Regions from separate parts of the Mus musculus genome. Here all the other regions are linked to region 1. A link is a contact called in public HiChIP or PLAC-seq data. All regions are on one chromosome and are shown on one strand. Each heading gives the region's core, a stretch centred on a gene start, on an enhancer-like site or on the middle of the called end of the contact. The rest is flanking DNA. Distances are from core to core; before and after follow the strand shown. Region 1 holds the start of Klhdc4 (kelch domain containing 4). Region 2 overlaps Slc7a5 (solute carrier family 7 (cationic amino acid transporter, y+ system), member 5). Region 3 overlaps Jph3 (junctophilin 3). Region 4 overlaps Jph3 (junctophilin 3).

Region 1 (3,150 bases), core at 160-2,659:
CTATCACTGCCCAGCTGTTTTTTGGTTTGTGTGTGTGTGTGTGTTTGTATAAAATATATTTTAATCAGATTCTTTCCCCTCACCAAACTCCACCTTGATACCCTACCACCACAAACACAAACAGCGGCTTTTGGATGGTAAAAATACCCCCTGATTGGCTTTTCCTTTGGGAGTGAGATAGGGCTGTTAAGGGATGCACACCTGGGATAACTCTACAGATAGGTTCTAGCTGAGATGAGCTTTCTGAAGACAATTTCAATTTCATCTTTGAAAAGTATGGAATGAAGTTGGGCAGTGGCACACACCTTTAATCCCATCACTCGGAAGGCAGAGGCAGGCAGATCTCTGTGAGTTCGAGGCCAGCCTGCTTTACAGAGTGAGTTCCAGGGCAGCCAAAGCTACAGAGAGAAACCTTGTCTCCAAAAAGACATAAGAAAAATGATGGAACGCATCATGCATTTGCGTGCTATTCTTTCGCAGGGGCCATGCTAACAATCCCTGTATCATTCCAATGTTAGCATATCTGCTGCCAACGCGAGCACATTTCTTTTATCTGTTGACGTCCTGTTTGGGGTGAAAAGTTGATTCTGTGTATCTCTTCAGGAAAAAAAAAAAAAAAAAGAAAGAAAAGAAAGAAAGAAAGAAACCACACAACACCATTGTTTTCCTCAAAAGCAAGTTTTCTTCTTAAGAACTAGGTTTATGGAAAAACCTGGAACTGAATTGGGAGCTCCCGCCTCCTCAGAGCGTCAATGATTAGTGGTTGGCCCGATCCAAGGCAGTTTCTTTAAAGGCTGTGCTTTGGCAGCGTTCCCACCGAGAAAGAAGATTAGTTCCTCGTCTATGTGTTCCCTTTGCCAGTATTTTGCTTGCCCTTGTCCTTATTTTGCGCCATTCCTTGATTACAGCTCAAAGACGACACCCTCTAGGCAATGCACTCTGCTCTTTCAAAACCGCGGGTCCCTCTTCCACTGTACCATTTAGGTCAAACCCGGGAGCATATTTTCCTATTACGTATCTGCCAGACCGTAAATCAAGCACCGTCGGGAGTACAGATACCCATCACCAGCCCGGGTCTCCCAATGGAGGGACATGCTGGTCCAGTGAAGCATCGCCAGCAGAAGGGCAAAGGCACTGCGGGAGGGCCTGACAGGTCCTGGCACATTTTACATGGGATAGGGAAAGAGGGCTGCCTTAATTCATGTCAGGAATCCCTAAGTACGTGGAAATTCCTCTGTGGGATGAGGCGGTCAGCATCCCACATGCTCGCGTCTCGTTTAGAGTCACGCAGCTTGCTGGTGTGCCAGCGGAGCGGCTCCCTACTCACGCGGCCCGAGACGGACCCAAAGTACTGGTGGGATCGGCTGCTCCACGGAACACCAGAGCAAAGGACAGGAAGTGAGCCTCCTATAGCGCGCCGCTCGTTTCCGGCCCGGCAGAACATCATCATTCATTTGCCTCCGGTTGTCTCCCGGGCGCCGCTTCCGAATCGGCGCGATGGGCAAGAAGGGAAAGAAGGAGAAGAAGGGCCGCGGCGCGGAGAAGACGGCCGCCAAGATGGAGAAGAAGGTGTCCAAGCGCTCGCGGAAGGAGGAGGTGAGCGGGGCCCGGAGCGGCGTGCGATCGCGGGCGGGAGACCCGGAGGCGGGGTTGCGCCCGGTGTCCCTGGGTGGCTTCGGGCCTGCGCCGAGCCCGGTGCCCCCGGGCCTCTCCTCTCTCGGGTCCCTTTGCAGTCCCGAAACTCCTCGTTTATCCGGTCGCCCTCTCTTCCATGGAAGACCAGATCTGTCCTGTTCGGTTCCGCGTGCTTACCTTTCTGTGGGCAGAGTAAAGCAACGTGGTGGGGCTTAGTAGAGGAGAAGTGAAGCTGGGTGATTCCTGCTTGGTCCAGGTCTGCGTTCCGGGAGTAAAGCCGTAACGGTCCTGCGCCTGTCCCCACTCCCCAGCCCCCAGCCCTAAAAGGAGAGCAGATTTTCTTCCAGCAGCCTCAGGGAGTGAGCCACGAGTAGGAATTTGGGGGTTGTGTCTGTTGGTTTTCGAGACAGGGTTTCTCTGTCCTGGAAGTCACTCTGTTGACCAGGCTGGTCTTGAACTGAGAGAACTCCCGCTGCTTCTACCTCCCGAGTGGAGTGCTGGAATTAAAGGCGTGCCACCATCAGCAGGATTTAGTAACCAGACAAGTCACTGAAACTGCGGTGTTTCAGGACATTTGGTTGTGACCTTCACTCATATTCTTATAGGCATTGATTATCCCAGGACCTACAGGTGGATCTGTGCGGAAGTTCAAGCACCGTGCTTGCTGTTGTCTTAGGGCTTTCTGACCCAAGAAACTATGGAGGCAGCTTTGATGGCCACGTTTAGCTCAGTGGTCTGCCAGGCACAGGACTTCCTGGGCTCCCCTCCTCATAACCTTGGAAGAGGGAACCTCAATTGAGAATATACCTCCATAAGATTGGCCTGTGTGGAGCTGGAGAGATGGCTCAGCTGTTAAGAGCATATGTTGCTCTTCCAGAGGATCCAGGTTTTATTCTGTGGACCCATCTGGGAGCTCACAGGTCTCTGGCCTTTGTGGGCACCAGGCACACATTCTGGCAAGACGCCTACACATATGAAATAACGCATTTTTAAAAACCTGCTTCTAGGCAAATCTGTGGGGGTATTGTCTTGATTAGTGATTGGTATTGGAAGATCTAACCCATACCTGGGCAGGTGGCACTGGGTCGTTAAGAAAAAAGCTGAGCAAGCTACAGCAAACTAGCCAAGAAGCAGCTATCCGCCTTGGTCTCTGCTTCATCTCCTGCCCCTGGGGTTCCTGCTCTAACTTCCTTTCAGGATGGAATGTAAGCTGTAAGGTGAGATAAACCCTCTCCTTCCCGGTTGCTTTTGATCACAGCAATAGAAAGCAAACTTGGACACCCTAGTAAACTCAGGGGAGTGGGCACTGTGTGGGTGTGGGAAAGTTTGGTTTCAGTGCTGGCCAGCATGCTTGTTGCCTTAGTGTCCAGGTCTGTGGTGACAGCTGGGACGTAGGTAGGGGCTGTCGAGTGGTAGCCCGCAGGTTAGCACCGACCCTGTCATTCAGGCACTGGTCTAAAGGACTCAAGGCCTGTTCTCATGGAGCCCATATCTTAGCATGGGAATAGGAGCTGG
Region 2 (3,101 bases), core at 177-2,676, 53 kb before region 1:
AGTGGATTCTGCAGGCTATCTGTAAGTGTGCACACCACTGCCCATACCAGTCAGGGCGGGAACAACAGGGATGAGGGATCGTAGGTCCTGCCATGTGCACCCTACAAACCAAGAGAATCATTCATGCTGGGCCTCAGGCTTCGTGGTGCAAGCCAAGGGTTTGCACACTAGTGTGTGGGCCAACATTGAGAGTCATGGGGGTACAGGGAGTAGACTTGGGGTCCCACCCTCGCTGGTCTTAGCAGGCATTCTGTGGCCAGCTGCCCTGCGAACTGGCAAAAACCCCACCACTGGCAACTAGCTCAGACACGGTAGCCTGACAACATAGAGCCTGAAAAAGTTGTATCTGAGGCGCCCAGCTCTGGCTGATTCCAGTTGGCGTAGGACGTGTGTTCACCATGTCCAGCCTCATCACCTGAGATTTCAAAAGGGTAAACGGACTGGTGAGAGTAGGCGGGCAGAGCTCACGCCCGATCCTCCACCCTGAGTTCACTCCTGTCCTCCCTCTCCCCGCAGTCTCTGTGACGGTGCTCTGCCAGAAGTTGATGCAGGTGGTACCTCAGGAGACTTAGTCACGTGTCCTGGGTGCTGCCGCGCTGTGCCTGCTCCAGACAACTCTCCTTTGGAAGATCAGCGGCCAGGCCTGTCAGCCCCACAGCTCCAGTGAGCACCACCAGCCGCCTAACACAATCCACTGTCCCTCAAACGTCAGGTGTCCACAGTGGCTGTGAAAGAAAACTGGTACGATTTGGTCCCAGAAGGTGACCGTCCATGGTCCATGCAGACACAGCACCCAGTATGAGGCGTGCTGGGACCTGAGGCCTGGACTTTCTGACTTTCTGGGGACTGCCACATCCAGGCTTTCTCCCCTGTGATTTTTGTTTTGTTTTGGTTTTTGTAGCGTGCATTTGGGTCAAGTTTACACTAGCGAGATGATTATTTTTTAACAAAACAGGGTAGCAAGGAGCAGGAGATGCCGTGGCCGCACAGTCCGGCCCTGTGGGAACTGCTGGCCACAGCTCTTTTCCCAAGGCTGTCGTTCAGTAGCATAGAGTGCCTCAAGGGGACCGCATCACTGTCACCAGGTCAGAAGAACTACTGAGACTTGCACATCACCTGTTCCACTGTGGACTTGGACTGACAGATGGACGACACATATGCTAGCTTGGACTTTAGTTTTCTGGGACCCTAGAGATGGAACCCCAACCTTTCTCATGAGACAGAGCTCTACTGTGTGGGTCACTTGTTAGGTTGAAAATGTAGAGCTCAGCTCTCGCCGCCCTGAAGTCCTGGCTCCATATGAAAGATCTCTGCAGCCATGACCCTAACAGCACCTAGCTGTCCGCTGCAGGGCCTTGTGCTCTGTGCACACAATGCAGCAGTGCCCCGGCTCTCACACGCACAGCACTCCCCGCCCTGCCCCACCTCTCTTAGAACCAGACCAGCACCATGGCTCTCCCACCCCCACCCCCACCCCCAAGCACCTGGTCTGTCCCCATTGTTCTTGAGACTGCTAGTAGCATTCTGTCAAAGTCACTACTGCTCCCTCCAGCCCCACCCTTAGCCATTGTTCAGAAAAATAGGCACCAAGCACCCCTCTGCTCTCTGCCACCAGTGTGGTGTGACCACTCCAGCTCCCTGAGTATGAAAGCCACTGGCTACATGTGTGGGACCATCCTGCAGCCTTCCCGTTGTGCTCTGGGTGAGACAGTTGGGTCCAGCCAGCACATCACTGAAGGAGCTGATCTGCTGGAGGGACTTCAGGATGTGCGTCCCCTGCTGGCCTCTGCCATTGCCTCAGACCATGGCCTCCCTGAAGGGGTGTCTACTGGAATGGCTACTATGCAGTTCTTACATAGTGGTGACTTACCACTGGCCACCCTGACCTCTCCTCTGTGCTTCTGGGGTTCCCTTTCATTGGGGTGAGGAAGCAAGGTCAAGGTCAGAGTGCCTCTTGAAGGTTCTCCCAGATATGGGAACTGGGGTCTCTTCCCTGGAAATGAGGGCAGGGACCCAGTTCCATCCTGGGGTGTGTCCCCAGATACAGCCTGGGTTAAAGGGCAGGGATTCATGGTGCTGACCCAGGCTCTCTGAGAAGGCCCTGTCATTCCTGTTTGTGATGTTCTGAGGATGCCCATCTGTAGGTTTTTATTTTCAAATCAAGCTCCGACCACCGCCATTTTGCCCAGTGCTTTCTATTTTGGTTTTATCCTAACATGTCACTGCCCTGAAAGACACCCCTACCTGGCCCCTTTCAATGGTCAGTGTCTGACCCACCACACTGGGTCCATCTGCTGTGCCACCTGAGATAGTGCTGTGGTTATAATGTCTTTTACTATTGTATTAATGGCTAGCCTGTTACATTAGACTGGGGGGGGGGTACAGAGGTCTGCTGTTTTGTGAGGCTTTTTGTTTTTTTGGGGGGTTGGTTTTGTTTTTTTTAAAAGCTATTGGAATTCTAAGCTGCTGACTGTGTTCTGTGGTCTGTGCCAAATTCCCTGTGTAGGAAGCATCTTTCCTCCCAGCCCACCCAAGTCTCACAGCCGTACATACATTCCTCTGCTCACCAACCCCTGAGGGTGACAAGGCTGGAAGGAAGCCAGGGGGCCAGGGACACATTAAGGTCACAAGAGGGAGAGGGTTTCTGGAAGCCTCTAGGTGGGAGGGGCTTGGCCCAGAGGAAACCAGTAGGCTAATGGTGAGGCTAACTGTGCTGAGAGCACCATCTGAGGGGAGGTGCAGGAGGAAAGGAGCCCAGCAAGAAGTTAAGTGATGCCAGGTCATCTCACAACACACACACACACCTGTCTCATAGACAGGTCAGACTTGGAAACTAGGGTTCACTGCTCTTTGCAGGCTAGCATGGCCCCTAGGCTAGCATCTGTGGCAGAGGGACCCTTGAGGTCTTAGAACCCCTACTGGGTCTTGTCTTCCAAGTCACATTTGCTAGCCAAGGGACTGGGTACTGTTCGGGTCCTCGGGGCCAGCCATCAGTTTCCAGGTATCACTATCTGAACAGAGAGTAGCTATAAGAGCAGAGGGTTCTGATGGCAGGTGTGTATAAGCCCAAAGCTGAGGCCCTGGGCAACCTTCTCGGCTCT
Region 3 (3,451 bases), core at 6-2,505, 37 kb after region 1:
GTATCCAGTGACTGCTTACCCACGCTGTATGGTAGTATCTGCCTCATGGACTCAGAATGGCCTGCAAGAGCCTTTTGTTGGAGGTAAGTTGGTGGGGACACCCCTACATAGAGTGGATGTTGGCCGAGGGAGAGAGTAGAACCCCTTCGGTGGGAAAGGTTGAACCGTACCCCACGGCTTTACTTAAACTTATCTCCACGTCTGCACAGTGCAGTGAGGGTCGGGGGATGGGGCGCTGCTGTGACTTAAGGACACAGGACCCTCAGCAGCCTCATACATCACCCTTGAAGAGACAGCTCCGGCAGTAGGCTGACATTTACCAGAACTGAGACAAGGTCTTCAAGGCAGACAGAAAGCATGCTAGCGGGCATGCCAACACAGGAGGGGGACCAACATCCACCGGAGACCTATGTGCAGCTGGGTGGGGAAGGTCAAAGGCCAGGATGAGTTTGTGTGATGGAGTGGGAAGTGTTTGCACCTTGACCTGTGGTCTGGGGCAGACAGGCAAAAGGCCATCCCAGAAGTGAGGTAGCTGTGAGGTGGCTGGCTGCCTTGCCTGTTCTAGCAACCTTGGAAACACTTGGCCTGTGTCCTCACCCCCACAGCCCACCTTCTGTGGAGTGCACCCCCTCCCCCCTTATGTAGTCATGGTGAGTCTGAGGTTTGGGAAGGAGCTAAGACAGCAGACTCCCAGGATGCACTTGGGCCCTGGCCATATTAGGGGAGGCATAAGAAAGCAGCCTCCGGGAGTGGCATGTACTGTAGTCTGGAGAGCACTCAGCCCTCCACATGAGGACTCTGCCGCCGCCCTTGTTCACACACATGCTGCCAGGCAGGCCTTGTCTAGCTCCTCAGAAGGGGAAGGCTTGGGCCATGCGGCCATGTTCCCAGTATTCATACTGGAATGCAGCTTAGCTGTTTGAACAAAGCCAGCTATATGTTTTCTTCTTTCAAGGCCAGCAGGGTGCATAGGACAGATGAATCTTGGCATTCAGGGACACTTGGTTGTCCTGATGTGTGTTTGGCCTGCAGCTGGACCTTAGCGAGACAGCAGAGCTAAGGGCTCACAACCCCTTCTGGATGCTCACCCACTGTAGTGGTGAAGTGGTGGCACAGGGCTGTTGGGTGTCAGGAAGTGGCCTGGGTGGCTGTCAGCTGACTGCGCGATGTGGAAACATGCTGGAATAGGAACTTGTGCTCAGCTTCGCAGCCAGAGACTTCTCTAGAGGAAGACACGAGCAGGAGGAGCCAGTAAAGCTAAGCTTAAACAGGAAGAGAATGTAACATCCCACATCCTCTCTTACAGAACGTCACAGAGGGGATGGAATAAGCAGCCACACGGCCTTTGGAGCAGGGCTGTACAGATGTAAGGTAGGATGTGTCTGATGTCTGTGCAGGGGTTACTGCCTCGAAGATCTCTGGAGGGTAACCACGAACTCAAACTATCTCTTGTCTCCTGTTCATCACTGGGCATCTGAGCATTCTGGGCTCCCAGCAGTGTCTTCAGTCTCCCTGAGGGTGTCTAAGCTGGACCTGTTTGTCCAGTGAGCAAGAACACTCTGGAAGTGGGATACGTGGCTGTCCTCTGCTTGCCCTGGGTACCAACCTGGCCACTAGTGACCATGGGCTGTGGTTCCTGGGATAAGTGTGGATGTGGAGGAGCCTTTTTCAGGTGTCTGTCAGGATGTCATAGAAAACAGTCTGTCCGTGCTGCCTGAGATCCTGTGCATGGCCCGTGCGTTGTGGTAGCTGTGGAATTTCTGACCACCACCACCACCATCATGACCAGTCAGCCGATGCTCTGTGCTGCTGCCTGGTGTGTGTGTGTGTGTGTGTGTGTGTGTGTGTGTGAGACTTTGGGACTCCCTCCATATGTGCAAGAGTGAGTCTGCAACGTGCAGGACTCAGTGCTCAACAGCTGTACAGCCATGTTGCAGGCACCAAGGGCCTTGGGTGTCAGGAACGATTTCCCTTCACCCTGGAAAAAAGTGTGTCTTCTGAGGCTAGGCTGGATCTCAGTTAAAACTCATGACACGTGGTGTGCCCAGGAGCCAGAGTGACACTGTCCTGTCCCCGCCAGCTACCATCCTCATCTTGCTCAGCATGCTGCAGGCTCTGCAGGGGCAGGAGAACGGTAGCCACAGGCTGCAGCAAGGTGTCCCCTTCCCTGCCTGCCAGCCTGTTGGATCCTTCAGGATCCAGTGTGCTTAGTCTCCATCACCTGCCTGGAACCAACTCTACCGCACACTACAGCCAGGTCGGGATGCCAGGCTGTAGACTCTGGGCTATGGTAAGATCACTCATAGCAAGTGAGTGGGTGGGCGCTGTCCCCTGCCAATGCCCCTTAAGCACACTTGGGCTGTGCTGTGTGAGTGTGTCAGGTGATGTGAGTAGGTACCCTGATGGGCAAGGAGCTTCTGGGATGCACACTGAGCCCCTCGCGTCTGCAGACAAATACAATTCACATAGCCCAGTATGGACGGCTCTCATGGCTGCAAAGAGCAGGAATCTTTATTTGGTTCACGCCAGATCTGCAGCAACCACTTGATATTAAAAAAAGGTGAAGGGAAAAGTACGCTGTACAAAAAAGATGGAACCCCTTAGAAACCAGAAATGCATCGGGTCACCTGCTGAACCTCACTCTCCCTTCAACCTCCCCGGATCCAAACCAGCTCCAGGAGGAGGGACAGGCGGTGGACAGGGAACAGCGTGGATAACGGAAACAAGAAAGCTGAGCGTCGCTGGAACATGCTCTAATCTGTAGTTTATTTCTGGTTAAAAATATAGCAATCCAGTGCACTGTAGTAAAGAAATCTGCTCAAAAGGTAGCAGAGAACACAAGCAAAGCAAGGCGGAGTCCGTAAGACAGACGGGCGGGCGCACCCAAGGAGACTGACGGAGCCACGGGGGCCAGGCGGGCTGGCATCCCTTATTCATTTGTTTGGATGAGGGAACAACCCTGGTAGAGAAGGCAGAGACATGAGGAACCTGTTGTTTGACTGAAACAAGTTACATTGGACATCCGGGAGTGCTGGGTATGCAACGGGGCCCAGGGCATTCTAGCCACTGGCTTCAACCACATTCCTGTCCCGGGACCAGACTCTCTGGAGTAGCTCTGAGGCATCTGGAGGGAATATGCATATCTGTTAGGGGAAGTCGAGGCAGGCACAGTGCAAAGATGTGAGACCCCGTGGAGGTCAGTGAGAGGTGACGTCCTCCGTGGGGCGCCACTGCCAGGGACACGGAAGCCTGAATATACATCCTGCATACTAGGTGCAAAACGAACGGCACATGCTCAGACAGAACCCAGGCGTGCTGTCAGGCAGTCCGGGGCATGTGGGCCATAGCCCCCTTGGCATCAGGGCTCAGATGTGCCCGGCCAGGTCGGGGTCAGCCCTGGACGTCTGCAGCATGGCCTCCCTGGGTCTGGAGGGAGGATGGCTGGACAGGG
Region 4 (3,192 bases), core at 1-2,500, 54 kb after region 1:
TCAGACCAGCCCTTGGAGACTGGACCAGAGTTTGCCATGCCCCGTGGACAGGCCAGTGACCTCTTGGCTTTTACCCTGACAAGATTAGAGATTCTGGGTAGTCCTGACATCAGACATTGTACACAGGAACGATGGAGCCACCATGGTTTTTATGTCACAACTAGGGAGATTCAGGCTGGGTCTGTCTTCCCAACAGCTACATAGCGACTCTGCCAAAGGCTGCTATAGACTGCTGTGTAACTCCTATATATAAGCTTTGGGGACATTTCAAGGCTGTGTACAGGGCCCAGGAGGCACAGCCACTACAATCATGGTCCCTCAGGAATGGACGTTACACAGGTCCATACACGGGAATTGTTAGGCATGTCTCCTGTGACCTGCCTGCTAGGGACCACAAGAAGAGGTTGATCTAGACCTGCCTGCACCCGACAGAGCCTGGAAGGTTCCTGGGTGTCCTCGATGACAGCACTGTCCTTCTTCTCACACTCTGTGCCAGGCACGGAGCATGGTGGCTCATTTGAACTTGTCTTTTAGACAGGGTCTTGCTAAGCTGCCCTCCCAGGCCTTAAATATGGTCTTCCTGTCTAAAATGTCCTATCGAGCCCGTCTACAGGCACCAAGTGCTCCTGCACAGTTCAGAGCATGGTCACCAAGGTACCCACAGCAAAAAAAGCTCCAACGTAAGGTGGCTACAGTGTCCCAAGCCGCTGGTCCCAAGTAGTCGGTCCACTAACCCTGCGCCATATGCATTCACACAGAGAACCCTCCTGACCACAGCACTAAACGGTGCATATACTAACACACAGCCCTCCCGAGCACAGCCCTCCACAGTGTGCACACCCGGAGAACCACCCTGACCACAGCACATGTATACACTCACACATGCACATGTATTCACACACAGCCCTCCATATATGCACATACACACAGCCATTTTGACCATGGACCACCACAGCGTCACCATAAGTAGAGCCCTGATAGGCTGCGGTGAACACATGGCCTCCTCTTTCACTGGCCATTGCTGGGGAAGAGCCTCCCTCTCTAGGACTCATGTCCTGGTCTGTGGAGTGGGACAGAGAGGGGCCACTGAGGGAAGGGAGCCTGGAGCAGGGCCCGCTGCTCCACGGTGGAGGTTCTGCGGGCTCACTTCTGAGTGGCCCCACAGAGCTCTGGCCTATTTGCCCTGACAAGTCTGGTTCAACAAGCAAGTTCAAAAGTGCTGAACTTGCACCATTCCGCCAGAGTCCAGCTTTGCCTTCTCTTGATGTCCCACAAGCAATCACACATGCCCAGCCTCAGCCCCTGGCAACAGACACCCTGCTTCCTTCCTGGTTTTGTTGTTTTAACTCTTTCTTTTTCGAGTTTCTCTGTAGCCCTGGCTGTCCTGGAACTCACTTTGTAGACCAGGCTGGCCTCGAACTCAGAAATCCTCCTGCCTCTGCCTCCCAAGTGCTGGGATTAAAGGCGTGTGCCACCACACCCAGCTTAAGTCTTTCTTTTTAAAAAAGGTTTATTTATTTTATGTATATGAGTACACTGTAACTATATAGATGGTTGTGAGCCTTCATGTGGCTCTTGGGAATTGAATTTAGGACTTAGGCTCGATCTGGGTAGCCCTGCTTGCTCTGGTCAACCCCACTTGCTCCAGTCAACCCCGTCGGCTCAGGCCCAAAGATTTATTAATTATTATAAATAAGTACATTGTAGCTGTCTTCAGACACACCAGAAGAGGGCATCAGATCTCATTACAGGTGGTTGAAAGCCACTATATGGTTGCTGGGATTTGAACTCAGAACCCTTGGAAGAGCAGTTGGTGCTCTTACCTGCTGAGCCATCTCACCAGACTGTTTTAGGTCTTTCTGGGGACATTAAGGAGCCAGGGAACAGGGGAGATGCTTGGTCTGGCTGCATCTGTATGAGGTAAGGGAGGCTGGGGATAGGGGTGGGGAGGCACAGAGCATAAGAACCCAGGGACCGAAGAGCCACCTCCCAGCCCCTCTAGGGTCTGCAGTGACTCAGAGGCCATCTTGCCAGTACAGCAGCTGTCCCCGACCAGACCCACTGAAGGGACTACCTTCGCCTTCCTCGAAGGTTCCTCTTTAAGGGGAATAAAAATCTGCTATAAAAGAACGAAGCTTTATAAAAAGCTGTCACTGCAAGCAGGCACACGTGGCGAGGGAACAAATATCCCACATCTCTGCTCTGTCTGAGTCACTGGTGCCCTCTGGGAGCAGTGCCCATCGGACAAATATGCCCAATGGACACAGACAGACACTGGAGCCTGCGCACAGGACAGGGCCTGCCCAGTGAGAAGGGTCAGTGGGAGGCTGGCACAGTGGCCAAGAAGCACGTCCAGGCCCCAATGCAGACACACTAATGCGTGAGATCACTCTGGGGCCATCGAGACGGCACACTTGAGATGCAAGTGAACATTTCACTTCTGTCTTCGAAGGATCACTTTCTCTTCTGGAGGCGGGGTCTCACTAGGTACCCCAAGCCAGTGTGGAATTCACAATCCTCCTGCCTCAGCCTCCTGAACAGCTCCAAGAAACCTCACTGTGGATGTGCAAATACACTAAAACCCAATAAAGTCTGAAATCTAGGGCATTTTCATCACAGTATCACAGCTAGCCAGAGCGCTACAGTTCCCACACATCAGACATGGGACACTAATCTAGAAGCCACATCACATGGTCCACCTCACTTCTGGCTTTTTTCCCCTTAAACTTTTTTTTTTGGTTTTGTTTTTTGACACAGGGTTTCTCTGTGTAGCCCTGGCTGTCCTGGAACTCACTTTGTAGACCAGGTTGGCCTCGAACTCAGAAATCTGTCTGCCTCTGCCTCCCAAGTGCTGGGATTAAAGGCGTGCACCACCACTCCCGGCTTTTCCCCTTAAACTTAACACCACACTTTGGAATCTGTGTCACGTTCGTGGACTGGCAGAACTTCCTGGTTCTGCTCACTGAGTACCTCGAGCGGAATGTGGCCACGTGTCATTTCCTGCCCAACGGTGATCTGCTGATCACATTTGACTTTTGCATTTCAAATCTGTTTTGGGGATCCATTTCTAGAAATGTGACCTCCTAGCTAAGACCTGTGCCGTACTGGACATGATGAGAGCTCTCCTGGGAGACCTGTCCACGGCTCTCCTGCACAGCGGGTTGGGAGAGCTCACCCATCTCTCCCAGGCTG

What was found. HiChIP or PLAC-seq counts read pairs in DNA pulled down with a chosen protein or histone mark.
Region 2: a contact with region 1 is called in an H3K27ac HiChIP or PLAC-seq map of embryonic stem cells, with 7 read pairs. The contact joins the enhancer-like site here to the promoter of Klhdc4 in region 1. A contact is called at or near these places in 5 of 115 datasets of contacts at active chromatin or transcription factors (bone marrow-derived macrophages, embryonic stem cells, microglia and 1 more) and 3 of 9 other capture datasets (adipose tissue, liver and pancreatic islet).
Region 3: an H3K4me3 HiChIP or PLAC-seq map of bone marrow-derived macrophages shows a contact between it and region 1, with 2.8 times the contacts expected there. The contact joins the enhancer-like site here to the promoter of Klhdc4 in region 1. A contact is called at or near these places in 4 of 484 Hi-C or Micro-C datasets (bone marrow-derived macrophages, cranial neural crest, erythroblasts and 1 more), 6 of 115 datasets of contacts at active chromatin or transcription factors (the 230-238 cell line, the SCID.adh cell line, bone marrow-derived macrophages and 2 more) and 3 of 9 other capture datasets (adipose tissue, liver and pancreatic islet).
Region 4: a contact with region 1 is called in an H3K27ac HiChIP or PLAC-seq map of microglia, with 4 times the contacts expected there. The contact joins the enhancer-like site here to the promoter of Klhdc4 in region 1. A contact is called at or near these places in 1 of 484 Hi-C or Micro-C datasets (cranial neural crest), 9 of 115 datasets of contacts at active chromatin or transcription factors (the 230-238 cell line, the SCID.adh cell line, bone marrow-derived macrophages and 4 more) and 2 of 9 other capture datasets (adipose tissue and pancreatic islet).

The regions. Positions count from the first base shown.
Region 1 is chr8:121,827,828-121,830,977 of GRCm38.p6, reverse strand. Klhdc4 (kelch domain containing 4) reads left to right here and starts at 1,409. Exons shown (of 12, transcript NM_145605.2): 1 at 1,409-1,596. The coding sequence starts at 1,498. Gm24283 (a small nuclear RNA gene) reads right to left here and starts at 542; the gene lies at 436-542.
Region 2 is chr8:121,880,511-121,883,611 of GRCm38.p6, reverse strand. Slc7a5 (solute carrier family 7 (cationic amino acid transporter, y+ system), member 5) reads left to right here. Exons shown (of 10, transcript NM_011404.3): 9 at 1-21; 10 at 517-2,466. The coding sequence ends at 572. Among named protein-coding and RNA genes, the nearest start is that of Slc7a5, 26 kb to the left of the region's middle. Within about 2 kb of position 1,426, at least 13 of the 459 cell types and tissues checked have an H3K27ac peak or open chromatin away from gene starts, as enhancers often do. A contact at or near this core is called in embryonic stem cells, where this site is marked.
Region 3 is chr8:121,790,110-121,793,560 of GRCm38.p6, reverse strand. It overlaps Jph3 (junctophilin 3), which reads right to left. Exons shown (of 5, transcript NM_020605.3): 5 at 2,478-3,451. Among named protein-coding and RNA genes, the nearest start is that of Klhdc4, 38 kb to the left of the region's middle. Within about 2 kb of position 1,255, at least 104 of the 459 cell types and tissues checked have an H3K27ac peak or open chromatin away from gene starts, as enhancers often do. A contact at or near this core is called in adipose tissue, bone marrow-derived macrophages, erythroblasts and 2 more, where this site is marked.
Region 4 is chr8:121,773,134-121,776,325 of GRCm38.p6, reverse strand. All of the region lies in intron 2 of Jph3 (junctophilin 3), which reads right to left. Among named protein-coding and RNA genes, the nearest start is that of Jph3, 44 kb to the right of the region's middle. Within about 2 kb of position 1,250, at least 5 of the 459 cell types and tissues checked have an H3K27ac peak or open chromatin away from gene starts, as enhancers often do. A contact at or near this core is called in microglia, where this site is marked.